Linked DNA regions of Mus musculus: region 1 is linked to region 2. Evidence: chromatin contacts called from public HiChIP or PLAC-seq data. All regions are on one chromosome and are shown on one strand. The core of a region is the stretch at or near the end of the contact, and the rest is flanking DNA. Distances in the headings are between cores, read along the strand shown. Region 1 has its middle 310 kb from the start of Gm20125. Region 2 has its middle 110 kb from the start of Gm20125.

Evidence for each region. HiChIP or PLAC-seq counts read pairs in DNA pulled down with a chosen protein or histone mark.
Region 1: a contact with region 2 is called in a RAD21 HiChIP or PLAC-seq map of pro-B cells, with 4 times the contacts expected there. The contact joins two enhancer-like sites. A contact is called at or near these places in 1 of 15 datasets of contacts at CTCF or cohesin (pro-B cells), 1 of 115 datasets of contacts at active chromatin or transcription factors (large pre-B cells) and 1 of 9 other capture datasets (macrophages).

What each region holds. Positions count from the first base shown.
Region 1 is chr10:16,788,243-16,792,226 of GRCm38.p6, forward strand. No RefSeq gene overlaps it. Among named protein-coding and RNA genes, the nearest start is that of Gm20125, 310 kb to the right of the region's middle. Within about 2 kb of position 1,694, at least 18 of the 459 cell types and tissues checked have an H3K27ac peak or open chromatin away from gene starts, as enhancers often do. A contact at or near this core is called in pro-B cells, where this site is marked.
Region 2 is chr10:17,199,280-17,202,920 of GRCm38.p6, forward strand. No RefSeq gene overlaps it. Among named protein-coding and RNA genes, the nearest start is that of Gm20125, 110 kb to the left of the region's middle. Within about 2 kb of position 1,987, at least 110 of the 459 cell types and tissues checked have an H3K27ac peak or open chromatin away from gene starts, as enhancers often do. A contact at or near this core is called in pro-B cells, where this site is marked.

The DNA.
Region 1 (3,984 bases), core at 444-2,943, 410 kb before region 2:
AAAATAAAATGAGACTCTAAAAATAATAATAATTTTAAAAAGTCAAAGACAAGTTTCCTCAATTTCATATGTTGTCTCCTCCATGACTCAGCCAAATTTCTGATGACTCTTATTTTCTGCCTTTAATTCTTTAATTGGTGGAGAAAATGAAGCTGATCCTTCACTCACTTAATTCTTCTACCTTCTCTCTCTTCCTTGAGATCTGTTACTTCTACATAGCCCATATTACTGGTCTTGAACTTCTGACGAGTCTGCCCAATTCTCTTGAGAGCTGAATATCTGCCAGATTCTTAACCCATGTATTAAAGTTATGGGGTTTTAAATATTTCCATAAATTCAATTATTTTTTACAAAATATATGGTTGTTGAAGTTTGTGTTTGTTTCTTGCAGAAATCATTTTCACTGTTCTCTAACAAGTTCAGCATTCCCACTTAGAAATATGAGGTATTCACATGTTAAGTTTATTAAGGGTTAGCATCAATTTAACAGACATCCAAATGGTGAAACAAGTCTAGTACGGGGAAGAAGGCCTAATTTTGTAAGGAAGGTCTGGCACCATTATCTTGGAATCAATTAGAGTACTCACACAACCCTTCAGAATCCAAGTCATAGAGTAAATTAATTCTGTAATCAAAGACACATATAATTGTCTCCCATACACACACCACACATACACACACACACACACACACACACACACGAGAGAGAGAGAGAGAGAGAGAGAGAGAGAGAGAGAGAGAGAGAGAGAGAGAATTTTCCATTCTTCTTTTATTTGCTCCTGTTACACATTAATGTATGTGGTGGTATGTATTCTTATCCTAAATAATATATATGGGGCTCAGAAATATTTATGGGGCTTAATAGTTTCAAAAGCTACATCAAGAAAAGAGTCAGATACAATTTTCACTAAAATGGACTTTAAATCATATTAGTTAATTATACAATTGGATGATATTTATGGAGGATAGTGTTTTGTGCTTGGTATAGACTTAGAAACAATTTGTTCAAATTTCCAAGAATTTCCTTCTACACTAAGGATTATAGCATCCAATAAATAGCACTTTGCATTCAAAATCAGGGTTCTAAACTGTTTGCAAAATGATAAAAAGAAAATAGATAAAAAACAAAATACCATATTGATTACCCACGGAATTGATGTTGTGGGATAAGAAATGATCTTCCTGATAACAAATTACATGATTCCTGAATGTTTTCTTAGCTGTACTCTCATCATCCAAAATGTTGTCAATCTTCTCAATGATTTACTTTGTTTATAAAATTATAGCATTTAAAGATATGACAGTATACACCAAAGTGGTGCTATCTCAGATAAAGGGTGGGGAAAAGTGACTGGTGTGGACTGCTTTTTCCCCAAGCTAAATAATAAAAATAACCCTTTCTTCCTTCCTGAGGAGAAGCCAAGGGTGTTAAAAGAAAATCGGACTTCTGTATATGGAAGAAAATGTCATGTGAGGCTCATAAGCAATGGTCGACTATTAGGAGTGTTCTGAGGCACTCTGGGAGTATTTGTTAGACTATACTGGGGTGAGGTTACCAGCACAGCTGTAGATCCTTTCTATGTCTTCTCTCAGCATATTATTTAACAAATATTTGTGGACACAGAACCAGCAGGAAGCAACTCTAACCCCAGAGCAGCTGAGCTAACTACAATCACCAAGTACAACCAGCCCTCTTGGGATTTGCCAGATTCGAGAGAGCAGCTGCTGTGCTATTCTAATACAGGGGGAAGAACATGAGTTCAAGGGAAAATCAAAGTTTTCTTTTTCTTTTTTTTTTTTTCTTTTTTCTAATTCCTCAGGGAGGACTCAAAGCTAACATCTTCCACAACTTGAAGAGGAAGGAAAATTGAGTCTGTCAAACATATTAAAAAATAGTGGATCTGTGACGTTCTTAAAAACACCTTACTGATATTTGAAATATTTGTCATATTCCATGTAAACTTTTCACCTGAGCACCATGTCTGTTCTTGCAAACTATTTTTGCTGTTTTTCCTTAGTAACTGTAGTAAGCAAATTTTCATTTTTCTTATAGCCTCAAAAATCTATGAATTCTAGGCTTGTAGATGGTGATCATGTGTCCCTGGGGACAGATATTTCCTATGTTTATACCATTATTATACTGTTCTTTCTGCTTTCACAGGAAGTCATATAAACATCATTAAGTCTATTTTATGAAATACTATCTTTATAAATGCAGGATTTATTTGACTAGGCTCCTATGACTATTTGATCACCTTTTTTGGTGTAAGCACAGTGTCATTTGCAAGTGGATTTTGTTCTACATTGAAATTGACATACAGTATAAAGTTTAAGCAGAATGATAGAGACATCTCCCTTCAGAAATGAATACAAAATGCTCAGAAACCTGCAGAGACCACCCCTACATATTTTTGTTGTTGTTTCTAACTTCTAAAACCTGTAGGGGTCATGTTAAATATGTAATTCTTCAGCCATGCCTTAAATAATGTAAAATCTTAAATAAGAGAGAAAGGTCATACACAAAGTATGTAAAGATTACTGTGAAAATTTCAGCCAAGATGTCTATGATTAAAAACAGTGCTGGTGTGAGGGTCATCTGCATAAACCAAGCAAGATATGCACAGGAATTAAGACATATACAGGTATTTTTTAGATTAGTCCTATTTTCAAGCCATCCCCAGGCTAGCGTCTTTTAAAGGATTAGTCTAGAAAACGTTTCTGACCTCAGAAAGCCTAGTGAAAGGGCAAAATCATGAAAATGACTAAAGCTAAAATATCCACTACTGGTTGCATTACAAAAGAAGAACAGTAACTTTAAGAAGAGGTATTTTATTTGGTAGATAATAATAAAATATAGTAGAGATGATAATTACAAATTACTATTTTGATCACAGTAGGTCCTCAGTTCACAAACTTTAATTACCTTTTAAGTTTATAATTCCTATACAAATTTTTGTAAATCAAAATACAAAATAATATAAAATTCTGCTGCAAGCCATGCTTTGGAAGAGGGAAATAAACTACTATTTTATCTAACACATGCTATTATTAGTTTTCTGATTGATTTTTGATAAAGTAACAGTAACAGCAAAGTTGAGAAGTAGCCTTTGTTATAAGAATAACATAAAAGTAACCTACTAGAAAGACCACAATGGAAAATTGCCCCCCTCAAAAGAGTTAAAGTGAACAAAATCAGGAGAGTCTCTTTCATTCTAATATTGAAACTGTATTTGAAGGGCAGGATTTCTCAGTACTTTTCTGGACCAGATTTATGAGGGTCGTGAATTACATTAAACAGGTCGATCATATTCTGGTGGCTTGAAATAGTCAGGTTGCGAAAGTATCAATGTGAAAATTATCAATGCTACCAATAAGTGACTTTCTTTTCCTTGAAAAGAGTTGATTACTAAATATTTCCTCACACAAAAACTGTGAATATCCTGTTCTAAACTTACCTGCCATGTGTACTAAGAGATATAATCTCTGTAGCATACAAAGGATATTAAAAAGTTAACATCTGTTTTGTTTGCCAAAAGGGGGGGGTGCTTCGTTTCCTCTTCTACACTGGAGCTAGAATTATCCCCATATACACGAGGGGAAACTACCAGGTGCAGGAATGCAATTATAAAGTGTGGAAAGGTGTTAGAAGTGAGTAGACTGCGACTGCGCAGAATGCATGTCGTCTACTGGGATCACAAAGAACACATGGAGATCTTGCAAGACTTGACTTACAGTCTTCATTTTGTAGTGAAGGAAAGTGAGGAAGAAATACATCTGCAGAAGAAACTATTTGACTTTGCTGCTAAAATTCAATAGTTCCTAACGCTGTGGATCTGGACCTGGATTTTATCACACATAAAAATAAAAGATCTTTTATAAACAAAATAAAGTATGAAGCTGTTAAGTTAAAAAGAAAAAAGAAAAGAAAAGATAAAAACCAGAGCCTTGAAACAAATATGGAAGTATTAACCCTTAAGACAAGCT
Region 2 (3,641 bases), core at 737-3,236:
TCATTTTATTTTCAATGCTGTTAAGTTGGAAAAAGATAAACCACAAGATTTATCGTGTAAAGAAAACAATATTCATTATCAGTTCCCAACCGACCTTCAGTTACAAGGAAAGACATGAACCCTTCAAAGCAGTCGGTGTAGCACAGCAAACAACAGAGTGACTGACTCTCCAGCATGGTTCCAAAGCAGAGCCCAAACAATGATTCTTGATTCTGCAGGTACAGCCAACCATGGACAACCAGAACATAGCCTCTCCACCAGCCACCCCACAAAACAAGAAATCCAAGTTTCAAGTCTACCCTCTGGAGACAGGTACGGTATCTAGAACATCTGGGCTGAACTATGGGCTACGCTGTAGTTAGTACATGATTCCATGGATATATTCTCACTGAAACAAGTTGCAGTTTATTGTCTGTAAGTCACAACACTATAGAGCCAAGTCCTGCCAGAAAGAAGTATAGACTCATTCAGCTTTCAGTTTTACATTCATAAAGTAGGCCTAGGATTTGCATTGATGGAAGTCAACACATTGTAGGATATGGGGAGATACATGTTCCAAGTCCCCTTCTCAGTGAATAGCTTTTTCTCAAAAGTGGAGCTTGGCTTTGCAAGAGATTACCTCTTGAAACCTCAAGTAAATATTTGTAAAGATTATTTTTTCTCAGTAACTGAAGACAGCATAGGGTATCCTCGCTCATAGCTTTTATCAGGCTTTCTAAGTTTACCCTGAAGCCTGGCAATGGATGGACTTCAACTGCATCCCTTGGCACACCCGCTTTTTGAGACCCCCAGTAGAGTCACTGAATTGGTACATGCTAGGAGAATAAGACTCTGCAGGTCAGTTCCTTCAGGGCAAAGCATTCAACTGGATGACAACCATCTCTGTTGCCAGAAATAGACATCAGTTAATCGACAGCATTTAAGTTAAAGAGTCTAAATTGAGGAATCACAGTTTATGTGTAACGAGGGGCATGAGAGCTGATGACTCAGAACATCACGAAGCACTGTTTACATTTCAAACACAGAGAGCTTGATTTCGCTGGTGTGAACATGAAAAAGACAAAGAGAATATGCCACACAGCCACACAGGAGGCAACATGTCTCAGCAGTGAACATTTCAGTGCCAGTGACAAAAAGAGCTTGTAGGAAAAGCTGGAGGACAAGAGGACTGAATGAACTAAAAAGGGATTTACACACAGAGACAATGGTAAAGAGAGCAGAGCCAGGCCCTTGAAGACAGGAGACAGAGAATCATACAGCATAATATCTCCTTTGCCTGCTTTCACCTGTTCTCAACAGCAACAGAAAGTGTGCCATTGGTCCACCAACCACGATGCCACGCTAACACAATCCTATGGAAGACAGAAAGGCAAATAAGGGAAATAGGGTATTGTGGGGAGGGGTGATACATATGTTATCTGTGGCAGGAGAAAATGTGAAAGGAAGATATGAAATGAAGAACTGGTTTGGTTAATGGAAGGAAAAGCCAAAAGTATCTACCAAGAGACAATGAGCTCAGGGGAAATGAAGCCCTTTCCCCAATTCTAAGAGTTGTGTCGGAACAAACAACCGCAGGCCTGCACAGAAGAGGTAGGAACGAGACACCTGGGAGAGAAAGAGCAGCAATTCACTCTTCTAGGAAACACCCCAATGGGCCTGGAGCATGGTGACGTCATTTGGCATGCAGGTGGCCTCATGTGAGACTCAAAGACATGCATTGAAAGAAAAGCAGACCAGACTGTGCAAGTGGCTGCATCCAGGACCTGCAAGCTAAAGGGGTCATTAACACACTCAGCAGGCAGAGGCTGTACCCAGTGAGTTAACGGAAGCCCCCAGGTAAAAGAGCAGATGATGACCAAATGAGAAAGAGAGAAAGGGGGAGAGGTGGGACAGGCACCAAAAGGATTGCCAAAGTAAGAAAAGTAAGAATTGGATTATACAGTGGACTAGAAAAGAGGAACTTGTCAGTTCAGTGGAAAGGGGAAGAAAAAAAAAACCTGTAAAAATAGAATAGGAAACTAGTGAGGAAAGTGGACTCCACACAGAACACTTAGCTCATTTCACAAAACTTTTACAAAATACAGTTTCATTTTCTTGGTTAAGGAGCACTGAAACTGTTAGACATCATTTCCTTCGTGCCTGTGTGCAAACTCATGTGTGAGTATTAGTGTGTGTTGGATGTCTTCTGCAGCTGTGCTAGGTCATGGCTTTTAGTGGGCCATGGGGGTCAGGGTCTCTCACTAAATCCAGAGTTCACCAATTGGCCTACACTGACTGGCCAGCAAGTCCCAGATCTTCCTGTTTCTGGCTCCCCAGTACTGAGGCAGCAGATCCAGGCAGCACATTCAGCTCTGCACATGGGGACTGAGAACTCCAGTTCAGATACTCACATGGCCAGCCCTTTACCAAAGGGGTCGTCTCCCCTCAGCCATCACCATTCCAAAAAAGAAAATAAAAGAAAATCTTAGCAAGCCCAGGTTTGAGCCTGCAACATTTTTACAGTTTCCATTCCAGGATAAGACTCAGTCTTCTTAGGCATGAGAGCAGGTAGCACACAGTTCGATCTTCCAATAGTCTCTGATAGTCAAGCATCTGTGATCCTGAGCAAGCTCTGGGACTGTAGGAGCTAATTGAGTGCTTAAATATCTTTAGAGTTGAAGACGATGCTGGAGCTGCATTGAGGATTCATTGGGAAAGGTGAATATCCATTCAAAGGAAAATCCCACCTATTGATATGCTACACTCCTTTAATTTCACCACTCTGTGCCAGAGGATAGAAGGTCCCTGTGAGTTTGAGGTCAGCCATATCTACAATGTAGGTTGTAGGCCAACCAGGGCTACGTATGGTGACATTAGTGAGACCCTATCTTTAAAATAAGATGGTTCCACAAGAGAAGATTGACTTCAGTCATTGATTGTCTTAACGTGATTTGGCTTCTCCTTCTGTTTTGTTGCTCTTGTTGTGGTGGTTGTTGTTGTTGTTGTTGTTGCAATTTTTGTGTGTTTGTTTTCTCATTCCTGCTTCTTGCTGTCAATGAGAATATCCCTGGGCATTTTTCTGCCCCTCTCTGTCAGCATCCTGAAAAGGCATACTGCTAGTTCTCATAGTACATGTTTAACCACTTCTGAGCCAAAGGACAGGTATCTGGTTTTATAATTCTTCTGAGGAAGATTGCCTTGGGAAATCATACAACACCTTCCTACCTACGAATATATTCTCTGCCTTCCTAGGTCCTAAAAACGAATGCTTTGAAAATAAGTCAGAAGCAGATTAGAGGTAGAAGTGTTTTTCTTCTGCCCTGTCTTTCCAATATTTTTAAGCCCATTATGCTTCATGTTTCTGGAAAGGCATAAGACCACATTTTTCACATCTCAGTTTTTCATGAACATAATCTCACATGGCTGAAGATTTTGCAATAGTTGCTGGAGAGGGACAGCATGTTAGTGTTCAGCTGCTGTGGTGGTGCAGTGTGTGTGTGTGTGTGTGTGTGTGTGTGTGTGTGTGTGTGTGTGTGTGTGTGTGTATGTGTATGTGTGTGTGTGTCCTTCCAAAAAGAAGGTGTTCTTTTCACCTCTTTGGGGCTGCAGCAGAGGGTGAAAACCCTACAGTTTACATTCGCTTTGTCAGCCCCGTAAGCAAC